Linked DNA regions of Mus musculus: all the other regions are linked to region 3. Evidence: chromatin contacts called from public Hi-C and HiChIP or PLAC-seq data. All regions are on one chromosome and are shown on one strand. Each heading gives the region's core, a stretch centred on a gene start, on an enhancer-like site or on the middle of the called end of the contact. The rest is flanking DNA. Distances are from core to core; before and after follow the strand shown.

Region 1 (2,700 bases), core at 115-2,614, 110 kb before region 3:
GCTGATATGTCAGAGCTCCCTTGTTTCTGTTATAGAAAAGAGTCAACACATAGAAATATGCTGATTTTGAAACTAATACTGTTATTTTTTATACCATTATTGATTGGTTCCTCTGGACTGTTTTGCTTTGTTAACTCTGTGCATCCGTGTGTGTGTGTGTATGTGTGTGTGTGTGCATGTGTGTATACATATACATGTATATAGATTGTATATAGAAAAATTCAAATTCTCCAATTGACTTTTTCTAGTTGCTCTTCTTGGGACTGGACATCTTAAAGTGCCTCCAGCAATTACTGTTTTTGCTTTTTGGTTTTTTTGTTGTTGGTGGTTGTGGTGCTTTTATTTGTTTGTCTTGTTTTGTTTTGTTTTGTTCAATATCTTTAGCCCCTAAAAATATCCTACCCCAGGTGCCTGAGATCTGAAAGCAGAAGAACATAAGAAATTTTAAAACCAATTGATTTCTTTAAAAAAGAAGATTTATTTATTTATTATTTGTAAGTACACTGTAGCTGTCTTCAGACACTCCAGAAAAGGGTGTCAGATCTCACTACAGATGGTTGTGAGATACCATGTGGTTGCTGGGATTTGAACTCAGGACCTTCGAAAGAGCAGTCAATGCTCTTAACTGCTGAGCCATCTCTCCAGCCCCCAGTTAATTTCTATATGAGAAATCAGCATGATTAATCTTAAAGTTCATATAGGCAGAAAAGTAGAGGCTCGCAGGCAACTATTGTACTGAGCACAGAGACGCTAATGGAGGAGTTAGGGGAAGGACTGAAGGAGCTGAAGGGGTTTGCAACCCCATAGGAAGAACAACAATATCAACCAACCAGATCCCCAGAGCTCCCAGGGACTAAACCACCAACCAAAAAGTACACGTGGAGGGACCCATGGCTCCAGCAACATATGTAGCCTAGGATAGCAGTATCTGGCATCAGTGGGAGGGGGGGTCCTTGGCCCCAGTGTAGGGGGATGATAGAGCTGAAGTGAGTAGGTTGGTGGGGGAGCACCCTCATAGAAGCAGAGGGAAGGGGGTGGGAAAAGAAGGAAGCATATGAGCTTTAAAATTGTGTTAAGAAGATAGAACATGTGGTTGGTGCTTAATTAATGATTATATAAAAGATATGGAATATTACATACTTCAGAGAATTGAATCATTTGGACATCTAGAAACACACACACACACACACACACACACACACACACACACACACAAATAAACAAGCTGCTGCTTTTTTTTTTTTTTAATCATAACCCACTGCTTTTCGATGAAGTCTTCTTGGAAATCTTGCTTACCCTCTTTTGATGGCCAGGGACTGGGTGGTGCATGCATGGAAGGCTGGGATCACACTGGAAAGCCACAGTACACAATGGAAACCCAGGCTGGCTCCAGAATCCAAGCCTTGCCTACTTTCAGCCAACTTGAGAGGTTTGATATAAAATGCAAAGAGAAGAGCCAAAATAGAATTGATTTGGGTTGTTTGGATAAAATCTGTGGTTTCCTTGGAGATATGCATTTTGGGTTATTATATTAGAGAAGAATTCTGAGCTTAGCAAACAATGGTATTTTAACACAATGAGTACTTTCTTTGTATTCTCTGTTTTTCATATTGTTATACAACACATATATCACAACCACTACTACCACCACCACCAATAACAACAACAACAACAACAACAACAAAACGTAGCATGTTATGTTCTAAATTAACAACCAAAACAAAAAGGTCTCCGTCATACCCACCTCTAGTCTTGTCTTGTCAGGGAAATCACTTTCAAGCATTTTTGGCTATTTTCTTATATTGATTCTTTTCCTAACACTAAGTGGTGTACTGGTAAAGTGTTGCATCTGAACTTGACCCTGTTTCAGTGGTAAAATGTGTATAAATAGCAAACAGATAAAATCCAGTTTCTTGTGCAAGTGCCTTTCTGATGAGAGACACACCACTCTGGGTAACTGGAGAGAGGGGCAGGTGTTAAGAAGAGAGTGGGCCCCAGTTAAGTGAGGAGTGGTAGGGGAGGTCAGAGGTCAAAGGTGCTGAGAGGAAATCATGCTGATTGGTTTGTTCCTCTTGAAGTATCAGATCTCTTTCCTGCTGGGTTGTCTCAAATGTCTTAAGGCTTTTGAGTGGCAAATTGTGTTCATAAACGAGGGTGTGGGTGGACTGTGGTATCCCCTCATTTCCTTTCCTCCAAGAAAGGAGGAGATCTGGACTTGGAAAGTGTAGGCAGGGTTAGCCTGACATCAGGCAGGTATCTTTTCCCAGGGCTGACAGATTAAAGCAGACTGAGTCAGCTGTACCCTCCCATCCACGGGAAGGGTAAGGAGGGATTTAGTCCCAGGTGCATGCTCAGTAAAAGCAGCATAATAGACGGTCTGGAATGTGCAGGTTTCAAAGATAAGTGTAACTTCCCAGGGAGAAAATTTGCCTCAATGGATGGGTTCCAGAAAGAAAATGGAGGGGAGTGTGCACAGATAACATTTTTGTGAATGACAGGATTATATGCAATTTCGTGATAACCAAATGCTAAGCTCATTTGTCTTAAACACTCTTAAGCTGAAGGGAGCAGATGCCAACGCTTGGGTGTGGGACTTCTGCCTAGCACAGTGTTCCCGGTCTTCCTTCCTTCCTTCTAGCACACAGCAAACAATTGAGGCCATATTGCAGCAAAGGATTGAGCTTTCTAATTGATTGTTTC
Region 2 (2,716 bases), core at 143-2,642, 120 kb after region 3:
TGAGCATTTTATCTTACTGCTCACACAGTACTTGAAAGTCAGGTGCCTCCGAGGGCTTTTGCCCAATGGTTGTATCAGGTGCACAGCTGAAAGGAACATCTGTAAGCAGCTGATATCTTCCTTGTGAGCATCCAGCCATCTCGGATGTTTGCTCATCTCTTCATTCTCTCCATCACTTGAAGTATGAAATTATCTCAAATGACTTTAGTATGTTAGAGTCTTATCTCCATGGAAACTTAAGCTATAATTAATTTGGCCATCACCTACTTCCTCATTCAGGAATTCTGTAAACATTTCTCTTTTGACTTCCTTGACCCACTCATTAGTCTGTAGTGTGCCCTTTAATCTCTGAATTTATGTCATTTCTAGAGACTCTTCTGTTGTGGGTGTCAAGCTTTGTTTCACTGTGGTCAGAGAGTATACATGGAATCATTCAGGGGTTTTGGTTTTGCTTTTGTTTTTTTTTTGTACTTACTGAGATTTGTTTAGTGCCTACTGTGTGGTCTGTTTTAAAGAATCTCCTGTGGGCTTCAGAGTAGAATGATACTTGGGTAAAGTATTCATAGATAGCTGTAGTTACATCTGTTGGAGATGTGATGCCATTTAATATGACTAGTTCTCTGTTTATTTATTTTCATCCCAATAATCTGTCTACCGGAGAAAGGGTGGAACTGAAGTCACCTACTGTGGCTGAGTAGTGTCCATCTGTGTCTTCAAGTCTAGAAGTATGCTTTTCATAAAACTGTATGTTCGAGATCTTGGTCTATATCTATTTGGGGTTGTAATATCTTCTTGGTTAATTGTTCTCTTGATTAGAACAGAGTGCCCTTTATCTCTTCTGATTAATTTGATTTAAAGTCTATTTTGTCAGTAAGATGATGGCACCTGCTTGATGCCTGGTCTCATTTCTTAGAATACTTTTCCCCCCATCCTTTCACTTGAAGATGGGTCCTTGAGGGTAAGATGGGTTTCCTGTAGTCAATAAGTAGCTTTCATTTAAACCATTTAATTAACCCATGTCTTTTAATGGGTGAATTGAAGCCACTAATATTTAATGTCATCATGGAAGGATGTGCATTTATTGATGTTATTTTTGTTGCTTGACTTTTGACGTTTGGCTGTTTGTGTTCTTAGTCCTGTTTGGCATTTCACGATTTACATTTTCATTTATTCCATTCTTTCTTGGTCATTTCCTCTCTTGCATTCCATTTTTGGCTTCCAGCAGCCTCAATAGGGCTGGTTTAGTGAACTTGAATTCTTCAGCCTGTTTATAGCATGGAGAAATTTTTATTCCTCCTTCCCTGGCAAGCAGTTATCTGACTGCAGTAGTCTGGGTTGGCACGAACGGTCTTCTACAACTTGTAGTACATTGCCCCAGTTTCTTTGTGCTTTTTTTTTTTTCGGGGGGAGGAGGGGCGAGGAGGTGAGCATACATATTAATGAGACCGGTTCCCTCAGTGAGTGCATCTGTGAGCTGAAGCTGTGTGGACAGTGAGTGCATCTGTGAGCTGAAGTGTGTCAGGACTTCGCTTCCTTCTCCACAGGCTTCAGAGGCCACTGCACGAGCAACTCCCCAGTGCTCTCGAGGCACGTGCTGGACATGGTCTGTTCTGTGGGAAGTCCCTGTGGTACCTTCAGGGGCTGGATGCGTATCAAGTGTTTAACCACTTTCAGCTTTGCATCCATCTGCGGGATATTCTTGTGAGTTTGAGGGCTGTGTGCCTTCTGTAGTCCGAGCATCTTGATCGTATCTTTCTCCCAGTATGGATGTCTCTTTGTTCTTCTTGTTCTCGTGACAATGTGCAGTTTATGAGGGTCCTGGGGGTCCCCATCATACTTTTCATGCTCTTCAGGTCTAGGCTGAAACACGTTATCTGGAATTTTTGACCTGGTAAATTTGTGAGGAATCCATTCTGTACCAATGAGAGATTCTGCACCTTTCCTCACAATCTGTAGTCTGCCTGGAGGCCTCTGAAATCCTGAGTGCAGAACCTGAGCCATAGGCGTGGTAATTCTTCTCAGTAGAAGCCCTGCCAGGAAATCAGGGAAGGGTAACACCAATGGCGATCAAAGTGGACAGCATTCCAGTCAGGGCCACATAGTGAGAACCGGCAATCGCTGTGCCCACTCTGTTCCCGAAGCCGGAAGGAGCAGAATCTTGTGTTTTTAAAGTGTCGATGAAAAAATCAGCTGTGATTCTGCTAGGTTTTTCTTTATATATGGCTTCCCTAATTTTTTTTTCTCTTGTACCTTGCATTATTCTCTCTTTGTTGAGTCTTTTCACTGTAATACACTATTGGGAATTTCTATTCTGGTTTTACTTGGTGTTTAGTGTGGTTTCTTTCTTTCTTTCTTTCTTTCTTTCTTTCTTTCTTTCTTTCTTTCTTTCTTTCTTTTTTTTTATCTATCTGTCTGAGTGTGTTCTCCTTAGGGGAAGTTTTCTTCCTGTTGAGGATCTGGTCTGTGACACTAACCTGGAATTATTCTTTGGCTACAGCTCACTAATTTGTTATTTTAATGATGTTGCAAGTTTCCTGCATATTTGTTTTGTACGTCTTTAATTTTTTTCATAGTCTTTGTTTGAATGGTCCAGTTCCTTTCTTGCTTCAGGCTGGAACTGCTGTGTTATGTAAGTTTGTTTATGTGTTATTCTTGCCACATTTCCCTTGTGTTTTCTTATCAAAATACAAATGGTAAGTTGCGAAGTGATGGACGA
Region 3 (2,700 bases), core at 41-2,540:
TACACACACATATGGACCTAGATAAAGTGGAAAATTCGGAGAAGGCCTCTGGGTTGAGCACTAAAGTCCTTACCTTTTATTTCTTCAGGAGGTGCCTGCAAAATAAAATTCTAGTTTGCTTAAAAAAAAAAACCCTCTAGACCTCCTCCACCAAATCAATTTCAGGCATCAATAAGAGAGCTTGAGGGAAAATTCTAGTCATCAGCTGCAGTTTAATTTGTGATAGGGGGAAGAGAAAGAAAAACAGAACTGGTGGATTTAAGGGGTGGTGAAGGGAGGGCGGGGCGACCAGGGAAAGCAAACAAGACCAAAGTGACGCAAACATTTGGGGCAGGGAAGAGCGGCAAGCATCTACACTCTATTTCCCCTGCAACCACACAGATTCTTTAAGGAAGTGGCTCCAAGTGGATTAAAATACCACAAGGGAGACCAGTCACAAGCCCAGGATTCTCCAGGTGAGCCAGGGCTAGAGCCAGCCACGCTCCCTCCTGAGGCTGGGCGCCCTGCTCTCCACCGCCCCCTGGCGGCCATCGCCAGAAGACCCGCAGTGACGCCTCGGGTCAGGTGTGCGCAGGAAAGTGGGGGTTACCCGGCAAGCTGCGGCGGCGCCCCGCGTCTTGCCCACTCCCAGTCGCGCCGCCAGGAATCTATTTGCTAAACTCCCCGGTCACCCGAGCTGCTCATCTGCTTTACGCTGCCCTGCTTTCAGGTCTTGAGGAGCAGGATTGAGGAGGAGCTAGATTATAAGTTATTATTACGACCTCCCGGGCCTCAGGGCAGAAATCCCTGCGGTTTGGCAAGTGCGTTGCAAGGCGCCGATCTTGCCTTAAGGAGACCCTCGCCTAAAAGTTGCAGGGGATGGCAGACGCATTGAAACCTCTCTTATAACGCTGCGATTGTCCCAACAGCGTCCACTCCACCCAAGCTTGCCCCATATATTGGCACGCCCCTCTGCACCAGGAGTCAAAGGCTGGTGGCCATCCCTTGCCCCACCACCACATCAGTCCAGTAGCCCGAAGTGGGGAGCATATCAGCTGGGGCGGGGGGCAATCGCCGGCGCCTGGGGCTCTCCCACTAGACGGCGCGGTGTCTGTCCGGGTCACCTACTGTCTCTGCGCCCTACGCCCAGAGCCCCCGAGCTGCAGACCCAGTCACCGCCCGGGGGCTGCCCCAGGGCGGGAGCAGCCCGGAGCGCCACTTGGGAGACCGAGGCGGCTTTGCCAGGACTGGCTCGGTCGCCGGATTCGCGACGAGGTCCGCCTCCTCCCTCCCCTTCCCGCGCCGCCTCCGCCTCCTTCCTCTGCCTCCACCCTCACCCCTTCCCGTCGGTGCGGAGCTCCGCTCCGAGCAGCGCTCAGCCCGCCGCAGCTTGGATGTGGGCTCGGGACAAGTGCTCCGTTCCTCAGCTCGAGATGGACAGCCGCTACACCAGCGCCACGGGCATCGGGGACTTGAACCAGCTGAGTGCGGCCATCCCCGCCACACGAGTGGAGGTGTCAGTGTCCTGCAGGTGAGGACGCGGCTCTCTTTTCTTCCTTCCATCCGAGCTTGGTGGCACTTGGCTAGCGCTCCAGGTACCACGAGGCTTGGCGCTGGTGAGAAGTTGCATGCTGAGTGGGGACTAGTTGTGGTACTGGCTGACGTTACCTTCCCCTCCTCCCCCCCAGAGGGTCAAATGACACAGAACTGGGGACGAGAGTGGTGGGCTTTGGCTGAGTCTTTTTTTTTTTTTTTTCTGGGAAATGTTGTGAAAGTTGGCAAAGCTGTGACTCAGCTACAGAAACCCTAGCCGCCGCCCACTTCGCAACCTTTTAAAAAATTATTTATTTATTTTAAACAACCGCAATCAGGGCCAGAGGTTCAGTGATGTCGGGAACCGAAGGGTCAGTCCTACCAAGAGCGCGCGTGATGCTGCGCACCTTGGCCAGGGACTCCCTCTGCCAGGCGTCCGGGAAGCCATGCGGTGGGCTCAGCTCCAGTTCCACAGCTTCCTCCTCCCCACTCACTTCCTGGAACCATCCAGCTTCCTTACCCTCCACCCTTCCGGGACGTTTACCCTAGGCCTGTAGCGGTTCCAGGTTCAGTCTTCCAGGCAGAGGCTTACCTAAGAATTGAGAAGTCACGACTTATTTTCTGCCCGCCGGTAGACAAACATCAGAATGCTTTCAGCAACTCTCAAGGACTGCCAGTTTCAGACTCCCTTCCTGATACTCCCTGGGCCAGATCCTCAGTAAGTTAGGTAGAATAGCTGTGCTGCCCCAGTTTTGGGGAATTAGATGGTTGGCTATATTAAGAATACTACATTGCACGTACCCAGGTGCCCACTTCCAGGCTGAATACTTCCTTTCACCGGTCTCGTTGGAAAACTTCACTCCTACCCCTCTACGCCCCCGTGTTTTTAAATGCCCTCACATGTTCTTAGCCTTTCTGTAAGGAAAGATCGTTGTAAAAGACTTTAATAAGCATGAGTGATTTTTGTTGTAAACAAACCCTGAAGTTTAAACGCCGCTAAAACAGGTTCTCAGCTTTCTTAATGCTGTGACAATTTAATGCTGTTTCCCATGTAGTGGTGATCCCCCCATCTTAAAATTATTTTTGTTGCTGCTTTATAGCTGTATTTTTGCTACTGTTACAAATCCTAATGTAAATATCTGTGTTTTCTGATGGTCCTAGGTGAGCCCCGTGAAAGGGTCATGTGAC

The links. Hi-C and Micro-C count contacts between places; a contact is called where the count stands out from the background. HiChIP or PLAC-seq counts read pairs in DNA pulled down with a chosen protein or histone mark.
Region 1: a Hi-C map of cortical neurons shows a contact between it and region 3, with 1.8 times the contacts expected there. The contact joins the enhancer-like site here to the promoter of Cpne8 in region 3. A contact is called at or near these places in 2 of 484 Hi-C or Micro-C datasets (cortical neurons and nephron progenitors).
Region 2: a contact with region 3 is called in an H3K27ac HiChIP or PLAC-seq map of neural progenitor cells, with 4 times the contacts expected there. The contact joins the enhancer-like site here to the promoter of Cpne8 in region 3. A contact is called at or near these places in 1 of 39 promoter capture datasets (liver), 3 of 484 Hi-C or Micro-C datasets (adipose-derived mesenchymal stem cells, cerebral cortex and nephron progenitors), 2 of 115 datasets of contacts at active chromatin or transcription factors (fibro-adipogenic progenitors and neural progenitor cells) and 2 of 9 other capture datasets (adipose tissue and liver).

The regions. Positions count from the first base shown.
Region 1 is chr15:90,790,020-90,792,719 of GRCm38.p6, reverse strand. No RefSeq gene overlaps it. Among named protein-coding and RNA genes, the nearest start is that of Cpne8, 110 kb to the right of the region's middle. Within about 2 kb of position 1,364, at least 8 of the 459 cell types and tissues checked have an H3K27ac peak or open chromatin away from gene starts, as enhancers often do. A contact at or near this core is called in cortical neurons, where this site is marked.
Region 2 is chr15:90,560,632-90,563,347 of GRCm38.p6, reverse strand. The region is part of intron 10 of Cpne8 (copine VIII); the gene reads left to right. It also overlaps the pseudogene Gm6746. Among named protein-coding and RNA genes, the nearest start is that of Cpne8, 120 kb to the left of the region's middle. Within about 2 kb of position 1,392, at least 8 of the 459 cell types and tissues checked have an H3K27ac peak or open chromatin away from gene starts, as enhancers often do. A contact at or near this core is called in neural progenitor cells, where this site is marked.
Region 3 is chr15:90,677,978-90,680,677 of GRCm38.p6, reverse strand. It overlaps Cpne8 (copine VIII), which reads left to right and starts at 1,290. Exons shown (of 20, transcript NM_025815.2): 1 at 1,290-1,510. The coding sequence starts at 1,374.